Regions from separate parts of the Arabidopsis thaliana genome. Here region 2 is linked to region 1. A link is a contact called in public ChIA-PET data. All regions are on one chromosome and are shown on one strand. Each heading gives the region's core, a stretch centred on a gene start, on an enhancer-like site or on the middle of the called end of the contact. The rest is flanking DNA. Distances are from core to core; before and after follow the strand shown.

What was found. ChIA-PET counts read pairs in DNA pulled down with a chosen protein or histone mark.
Region 2: an H3K4me3 ChIA-PET map of shoot shows a contact between it and region 1, with 12 read pairs. The contact joins the promoter of AT1G50380 here to the promoter of FTSH1 in region 1. A contact is called at or near these places in 1 of 26 Hi-C or Micro-C datasets (vegetative nucleus) and 1 of 2 datasets of contacts at active chromatin or transcription factors (shoot).

The regions. Positions count from the first base shown.
Region 1 is chr1:18,615,475-18,619,410 of TAIR10.1, reverse strand. It overlaps FTSH1 (FTSH protease 1), which reads left to right and starts at 2,256. Exons shown (of 5, transcript NM_103909.4): 1 at 2,256-3,806; 2 at 3,903-3,936. The coding sequence starts at 2,481. NTMC2T5.1 (N-terminal-transmembrane-C2 domain type 5.1) reads left to right here. Exons shown (of 9, transcript NM_103910.4): 5 at 45-154; 6 at 255-353; 7 at 513-987; 8 at 1,068-1,194; 9 at 1,598-1,818. The coding sequence ends at 1,156.
Region 2 is chr1:18,660,523-18,664,458 of TAIR10.1, reverse strand. It overlaps AT1G50380 (Prolyl oligopeptidase family protein), which reads right to left and starts at 2,193. Exons shown (of 11, transcript NM_001333432.1): 1 at 1,808-2,193; 2 at 1,377-1,660; 3 at 1,081-1,275; 4 at 515-861; 5 at 17-308. The coding sequence starts at 2,177. FYPP1 (Calcineurin-like metallo-phosphoesterase superfamily protein) reads right to left here. Exons shown (of 10, transcript NM_103920.4): 6 at 3,828-3,878; 7 at 3,579-3,722; 8 at 3,386-3,481; 9 at 3,225-3,296; 10 at 2,407-2,870. The coding sequence ends at 2,787.

The DNA.
Region 1 (3,936 bases), core at 1,007-3,506:
GTCTATTGGTGAGATGTTTTGTTTTCCTCGGTAATTGGTAACAGGTAAAACGGATCCATATGCAATTCTCAGATTAGGGGATCAAGTTATCCGTAGTAAAAGGAACAGTCAAACTACTGTCATTGGGGCTCCTGGTCAGCCAATTTGGAATCAGGTGAACTGCTTTGGATGGTTCATTCACAATCTGGTGGTGAATTATGATTATTTAAGGATTGAAATGTAAATAGATAAGTGTGTATTCTTTAACTTTGCAGGACTTTCAATTCCTTGTTTCAAATCCTAGAGAGCAAGTATTACAAATTGAGGTCAATGATCGTCTTGGGTTTGCTGATATGGCTATTGGTACTGGAGAGGTAAATAATATTTCCTTGGGTACATATTTTTTTTTGTAATCTGTAGAATAATAGGCGTTGAGTACGTATTCTGTGGATCTCTTTAATGATTGCTTGAGGAATGTTGCTTAATATTTATGTTACTGTCTGCATAGCCTTATTATTTAGTTATATGTCCAGGTTGATCTCAGATTTCTGCAAGATACGGTTCCTACAGACAGAATTGTGGTTTTGCGTGGTGGTTGGAGTTTGTTTGGAAAGGGATCTGCGGGTGAGATACTGCTACGGCTTACATACAAATCATATGTGGAGGAGGAAGAAGATGACAAGACCAATGTCAAAGCCATTGATACTTCTGACGATGAAATGTCTGATTCAGAAGAACTTGGCTCATTTGTGCGGAAGGGAAAGCTTTCGTCAGATGATATTGATCAAGAGTCATTTATGAACGTGTTGTCTGCATTGATTGTGAGTGAGGAGTTTCAAGGCATAGTTTCATCTGAAGCTAGAGACGGTATAATTGATGGTGGTGACTCACTTGGGGCACCAGTACCTTCTAAGCCAGATACTAGTAAGGGGTCTGAAAGAAACGCAGATGTATCAAATTTGGATTTGTTAGTTGCAAATTCTGGTAGAGGAGCTGGCGGTGATGGAGGTATACCGAGGCTCAATCTCTTACGATGATTTCCTTTCTATGCTTTCTTGACCTGAAACTGTAAAACCTCCTAATTTCAGGATTAGCATTACTGTGGTTCGGTATTATCACGGGTATATTGGTTCTTGTTGCTATCAACATGGAAGGCTCAAGTTTCTTCAACCCGTAGTATAGTACTATACATCTCGCTGGAGATTTCTGTTGCAAGTAAGTCTCTTAATATATACCTCGAGAACTTGAAATTTCTTCCCCTGATGTGATTGGACAGACAGATTCTCTTTTTGTCAGTTGTTTTCCTTATATTAGAACGTGGAACAACACTGGTTTGTTCATATAGTCAAGAACCAAACTTGAACTTCTTTTTTCCTAGAATAATTATGCTACTTGAAACATTAAAATTGTAGATTCTGTTACTCTTTCTGCTGCTTGTAGTGTACCGAAAGTCAAAACTGGACATCAGGCTTTGTATTTGATAAAATTATGTGTGAATTGAAAATGAGTCAGTTGATTCTTCTACCTTGTGTGACATAGTTCAGTCCAGATATTTTCATGTCAACCTTTTGCCTACCGTGTGTGATAAGCTTATCAAGGCCTCTTTATTTTGTGGCAGGTCTGGTGGTCATCTCTTCTCAACCTTAGATATGGCTTATAACGAGGTCTCAGTTTTGTAATTTAATTTTGTATGTAAATAGCCATTAGAAGAGGGACTCTTACTAAAGGCAGGAAGGTTTGGATCTATTCTGTCCAAGCTCTCACTGTTGTGTTACTCTTTACACTTGTGGTTGATATACAGTACATAAAAAAAGATAGAAACTTTTGTATATTTTGACCAAAAAAAAAAGAGAAAATTCTGACTTTTCGGAAATAAAATATAATCATCGATTGTTTCAATAGGATTGGTAGTAGGAGCAGAACTTGGTTCGTGGAACCATCCTTCATTTCCATTCCCTTATGGTAAGATTGTGGTATTTCATGATTCTCAAATAAAGTTTGACAAAGATAGACTGATCGAAAAGGTGGAGCCTCTTGTTAACATGGGACAGATTAGTTGTGTCGCCGCTGAATTCCATGATCTCACTGATGGCAGACTCAATAATGGTTATGGTATTGAATGAAGCTCTCACGTCCATGTTCTGTTGAGGCTTACAAGACTGTTCTAGTTGGTGGGGAAGTTGTCCGAACCGGAACATAATCCAAACCGAACTGAATTAAATTTTTAAAATTAAACCGAACTGTCCGACCACTACAAAGTTTTTTCGAATTTGCACATTAAATTAATTAATTTTTGTGGCATTTTGCGATCAGTTAACGAGTGGATATGAGGTAGCAAACGTAGAAAGGACTCGAGAAGTCATGGCTTCTGCTTAATCTCCTCTTCCTTAAAAACCAGAAGATCCTTTGTTCCACGTTTCTCGTTTGTAGCTTCTTCTCTCTCAGAATTCAATTCGAATTTTGACAAGTCTTGACGAAGAAGAAGAAACAGAGCTGCTTCAATGGCTTCTAACTCATTACTACGTTCTTCTTCAAATTTCTTCTTAGGATCCCATATCATAATCTCATCTCCCACCCCTAAAACCACCAGAAAACCCTCTTTCCCTTTCTCCTTCGTCTCCCGTGCTAAATACCAAATCACTCGATCGTCTCAAGACGAAAATTCGCCAAATGGTAAACCCAATTCGCCATTCTCGTCGCAAGTAGCCTTAGCAGCTATTCTACTATCTTCAATTTCATCTTCGCCGCTAGCTTTAGCTGTAGTGGACGAACCAGCTTCTCCGTCTGTCGTTATAGAATCTCAAGCTGTGAAGCCATCGACGCCATCGCCATTGTTCATTCAGAACGAGATACTTAAGGCTCCTAGTCCTAAATCATCGGATCTCCCAGAAGGATCACAGTGGCGATACAGCGAGTTTCTTAACGCTGTGAAGAAAGGGAAAGTCGAGAGAGTTAGATTCAGCAAAGATGGTTCTGTTGTTCAGCTTACTGCCGTCGACAATCGCCGTGCTTCAGTCATCGTCCCTAACGACCCTGACCTTATTGATATCTTGGCTATGAACGGAGTTGATATATCCGTCTCTGAAGGAGAATCCTCAGGCAATGACTTGTTCACTGTCATTGGAAACTTGATTTTCCCGCTTTTGGCCTTTGGTGGACTCTTCTTGCTTTTCAGGCGAGCTCAGGGAGGCCCTGGTGGTGGTCCTGGTGGCTTGGGTGGTCCTATGGATTTCGGACGTTCTAAATCCAAGTTCCAGGAAGTGCCTGAGACTGGTGTATCATTTGCAGATGTTGCTGGGGCTGATCAAGCTAAGTTGGAGTTACAGGAAGTTGTGGATTTCTTGAAGAATCCTGATAAGTACACAGCCTTGGGTGCTAAGATTCCTAAAGGGTGTTTGCTTGTTGGACCGCCTGGTACGGGTAAGACACTCCTGGCTAGGGCGGTGGCTGGGGAAGCTGGAGTGCCGTTCTTCTCTTGCGCGGCCTCGGAGTTCGTAGAGCTTTTTGTGGGTGTGGGTGCATCGAGAGTTAGGGATTTGTTCGAGAAGGCTAAGTCTAAAGCCCCTTGTATTGTATTCATTGATGAGATTGACGCTGTGGGTAGGCAGAGAGGAGCTGGGATGGGAGGAGGAAATGATGAGAGAGAACAGACTATTAATCAGCTGTTGACAGAGATGGATGGATTTTCTGGCAACTCTGGTGTGATAGTTTTGGCAGCTACGAATAGGCCGGACGTTCTTGATTCGGCTTTGTTGAGGCCTGGAAGGTTTGATCGACAGGTCACGGTGGATAGGCCTGATGTGGCTGGCAGAGTCAAGATTCTTCAGGTTCTTTTCATAGCTGTTTTATAAAGGTTACTGGTTTGTCTATGGAGTTATGTGAATGATTCTTATTTCTCTCTATGGGGTTTGGTTTTATTTTAGGTTCATTCTAGGGGGAAGGCACTCGGTAAAGATG
Region 2 (3,936 bases), core at 944-3,443, 45 kb before region 1:
AAGTAGTTTTACTTACTGTGTCAATCTTCTTGACAACGGAAGTGCCACTGTCCATGTCATAGTCATACACAGAAGGAGGTGTTTTCATTGAGCAGTATTTAAACCTTAAAACCCTGGACGAAAATTCGGACTCGGTTGAGTCAACTGAATAGACCGGGTCAACAAAGCTCACATTACGACCACCTTGGAGACCTTCCAGTGGCTGTCCCTCAGCAGGAAGCCTATGAACTGTGATCTTCTGCAGTCCGTTTTCACGCTCGAAGACTGCAAGATGATCTCGGAAAAGCTGAATTTCCTGAATCTTTACACTGTCCATGCAAATATAATTGTTTAGCTAGGCATACAAGGTGACCTTGATGTTAAATGCATTATAAAACTAATCTAGCAACTGGAAAACAACCCAGCATGCATGTCGTCTAAGCCGAAGGATATACATGATATTAAAATTAGTTATACTTCATTTGGATTTTGGATAGGCCACAATGGCAACCAGATTCTAACAAAAAAAGTTTACCTTTCTCTATGTGGAAGCAGAACAGTTGTCTTTGATGTGTCATCAACTGGACAGGCGATCAGTTCTGAGTTGTAAAATTCAGTGCTCCTTCTCTGGATGAAAAAGTGGTTCCCACGATGACTGACAGATGAATCAATTCCATCTACACGAGGTGTCAACACCCTGAGTCCATCCTGAGTCTTGGACACATCAAGCGAGAAGACAAATCTTGTAGTTTTGCTTTCAGATGCAACAAATAAATACTTATGGCTCTCAGAAGCGTGGAGTTCAAGAGAAAACATATCATCCTTCTCATGGTAAAGGCATACATCACTGCTCTGCTCTGTCCCTAATTTATGTAACCAAACCTGTTACAAAGAATATATGAAGATCAGAACATGAAAGCCAAAAATATTGACGTATCTCATAATAAGTACAGTCAAATTTGGTAAGAAAATATGGCATCTATGAGGTGTATAATGTCAACAATTGATCGAAACGGTAAAATCTATATTCATGCAAAAGTTAATCCCTTCCTCCAGTACTATACACTAAGACAGTAGGGTGGGAAAAGATTGAAGGTAAACCTTATCAGGTCGCAGGATTTCGTCCATTGTTATGTAGAGCAAAGCATCATTACCAGCCCATTCAAGATAAGAAGTAAGTCCTTTAAGCTGTTGCCCCACTGGTTTTAGGGCTTCAGAGTCGATGACATTCACTGTATATATCTCATCACCTTTTGTGTCCTCTGCATATGCCACCAATTTATGATCGGGACTCGCCTATAAAAAGAATCAAGAAAATGAAACATCAAGTTAGTAAAGAGCAAGTTTGAAAAGGATATCTCTTAGGACGATTTTTAAAGTCTATTTTCTAGTCAAACCTTGAAGGCCCCAATTCTGTAGTAGTCATGCTCTTGAGCCTTGGTATTCTCATCCAATATCACATGCTCAGGAGGAGCATCTGGACCAGTTGGCATAGTATCATAGACAGAAGGCTCAGCTTTGTTGTCAGTGATCAAACGTCTACAGTGCTGAATATATTCCTTTCCTTGAAGATTTTTCTCATAATAATAGTAAGGACCCTTGCGTAGAGGTGCAGATATATCATCTTCTTTGATCCTCCCTCTTATTTCAGCAAACAGCTGATTCTCAAATTGCTTGGTCCCTGAATTTTTATTTTCCAGTCTAATTTATCACAAGCTTGCATAATCAACAAGTCACTAATACTCCAAATTGAAAACAAGGAAAGCTAAAAACCCTAATCCCCTAAGTATCACAACGTCACTGACAGAGGCAACTTGAAAAGACTCACCAGACATGACGAAATCAGTGTAGTGATTTTCTTCACGAAGATAAGAAAGCATGTCGGGATTGGTGCGAGAATCGTCACGGAGCCAGTAGTAATTGTCAACCCTAACGTCACCGAACATCTCCATCACATGCTCCACCTTCTTCGCTACAGGAGGGGATCTCGATTCCGCCATGTCTCTCGGTGATGTCAACCGCACTGACGCAGCTCCGGTTTCAGAGGAAGAGGAAAAAGAAGAAGACAGCCGTAGAATAGAGCGGCGGCGAGGAACAAGAGGAACGAGGCAAGAGAGAGGAGTATCGAAGTGGAGAAGACGACTACGAGTCGCGAGAAAGTGAGTGCCGAGAGATACGAGTCCACGCCTTATTATCATATTACGTGTCCGTTTTAGTTGCCTAGAGACTCGCGACCAGTTTGTTAATAGAGGACAGGTCATATCCGGTTTGGATAAACCGGCCTATCTATGATTCCGGTTACAAAATTATTAACTCTTTCGTGAATTTTTGCTAGGATTATTGAACAAAACCAAATAATTAGATTAGAAACAAATTACTGTTGAATGTTGATTAATGGTCTTCTATGTTCTTGTAGTGGACTATTTTTGAGCTTGATGAATTTTATAAGCCTGAGATTAACCCAGAACCTAATCAAACCGTGCTAAACTGCAAATAAGCTGAGATGATAAAAATTGGTCTTGCTTACAGAACAAAGATGAAACAAAACAAGAAAGAAAGCACGTATAATAATAACATCCAGAAGAGGTTCAGGTTAAAGTGCATCAAAACCACTAAAATTACCAAAGTGACATTCACTTTCACAAGAAAATGTTTCCAAAATGGAAAAAGGAAAAAAAAAACAATGGAAGTGTAAACAACATCAGAAGATATACCTTGAAAGAACATAAGCCAATGGCAATCATGATAATGGCTAACTTGATAAGAGCAATACGAGACTAATAATGATGTAGGATCATCATCATGAATCACAGGAAATAAGGAACACCTGTCCTTGGCCCTCTCATTTGATTGTTCTCTTCTGTCTCCGTGAAGAACTTCACTTCCCTTTCCTGGTAATTAAGCATATTTTAACAAATCATTACTGTCAGTGAGGACCAGATCCTAAACACTTCCCAGAAACAGGTCTATATATGAAAAGTAACACACAGAGCACAATCAATATGGACAGACTGATTCCACGCGAACTGTGAATTGTTACTAAATAAATGGCTTAAACATCATAACTCTATCTCACAAGAGTCACTCATGTGTATATGTTTGGGTCGAGAGACAAGTATCAAAGGCAGTAACTTATTTAATCAAAAAGGAAAAGTAGAATCCGAAGACGAGTGCATAAAAGTAAGAAGAACATGAAACAAGATATTGTGGCAGATCAGTAACAAAAGAGAAAACAAATGCCTCACCATGTTGTCATTGAAACTCAATATAGAAGCCACATTCCCACAACGGTAGCAGTAATTAGGCGCAGACCACACCTTTACAAAAAAAATAAAGAGAAGAAACATCACCAAGCAGATTATACTTCCAACTATCCAAAATGATCATAAGGAAGCAAGGCACTTACAGTTACAAGACCTTTATCTTGGAACATGTACTTGAGACCTTCTTGTACAAGCTGGTGAGCGCGACATACTAGATCAAGATTGTTAATATGGTTAAACTGCACAAGAAGCAAAACCACAGATCAGGGAACTGAAATACATTTATTTCTTTTCACACCTTATTCAAATTTCAACCCCAGAAAAAAATATAAATACCTCAGTGGTAACCCTGGACCCGAAAAGCCAACCAGCTCCACGTGGACTGACAGCCCATGTTTCAATATCTTCAGGATCACTCCACATAAGATCACAGAAGGGTCCTTCATGCGGTATTTCGCAATTCCGCTCAATCAATCTTATCTAGAGAACAAAATAACATCTAAATGAGTAAATGAGATTTAATCTAATCATAAATAACACTTGCATGGTGAAAACCAAAAGTAATTTAAAATAGCACATTTTAACCTGGTCAATTGTCCGTACATCAGGTGAAAGGCCACCATGAACACATAGAACCTACATTGAGGATGCAATACGTTTTAATATGGTATACAGCTAACTTATGCATTCATAA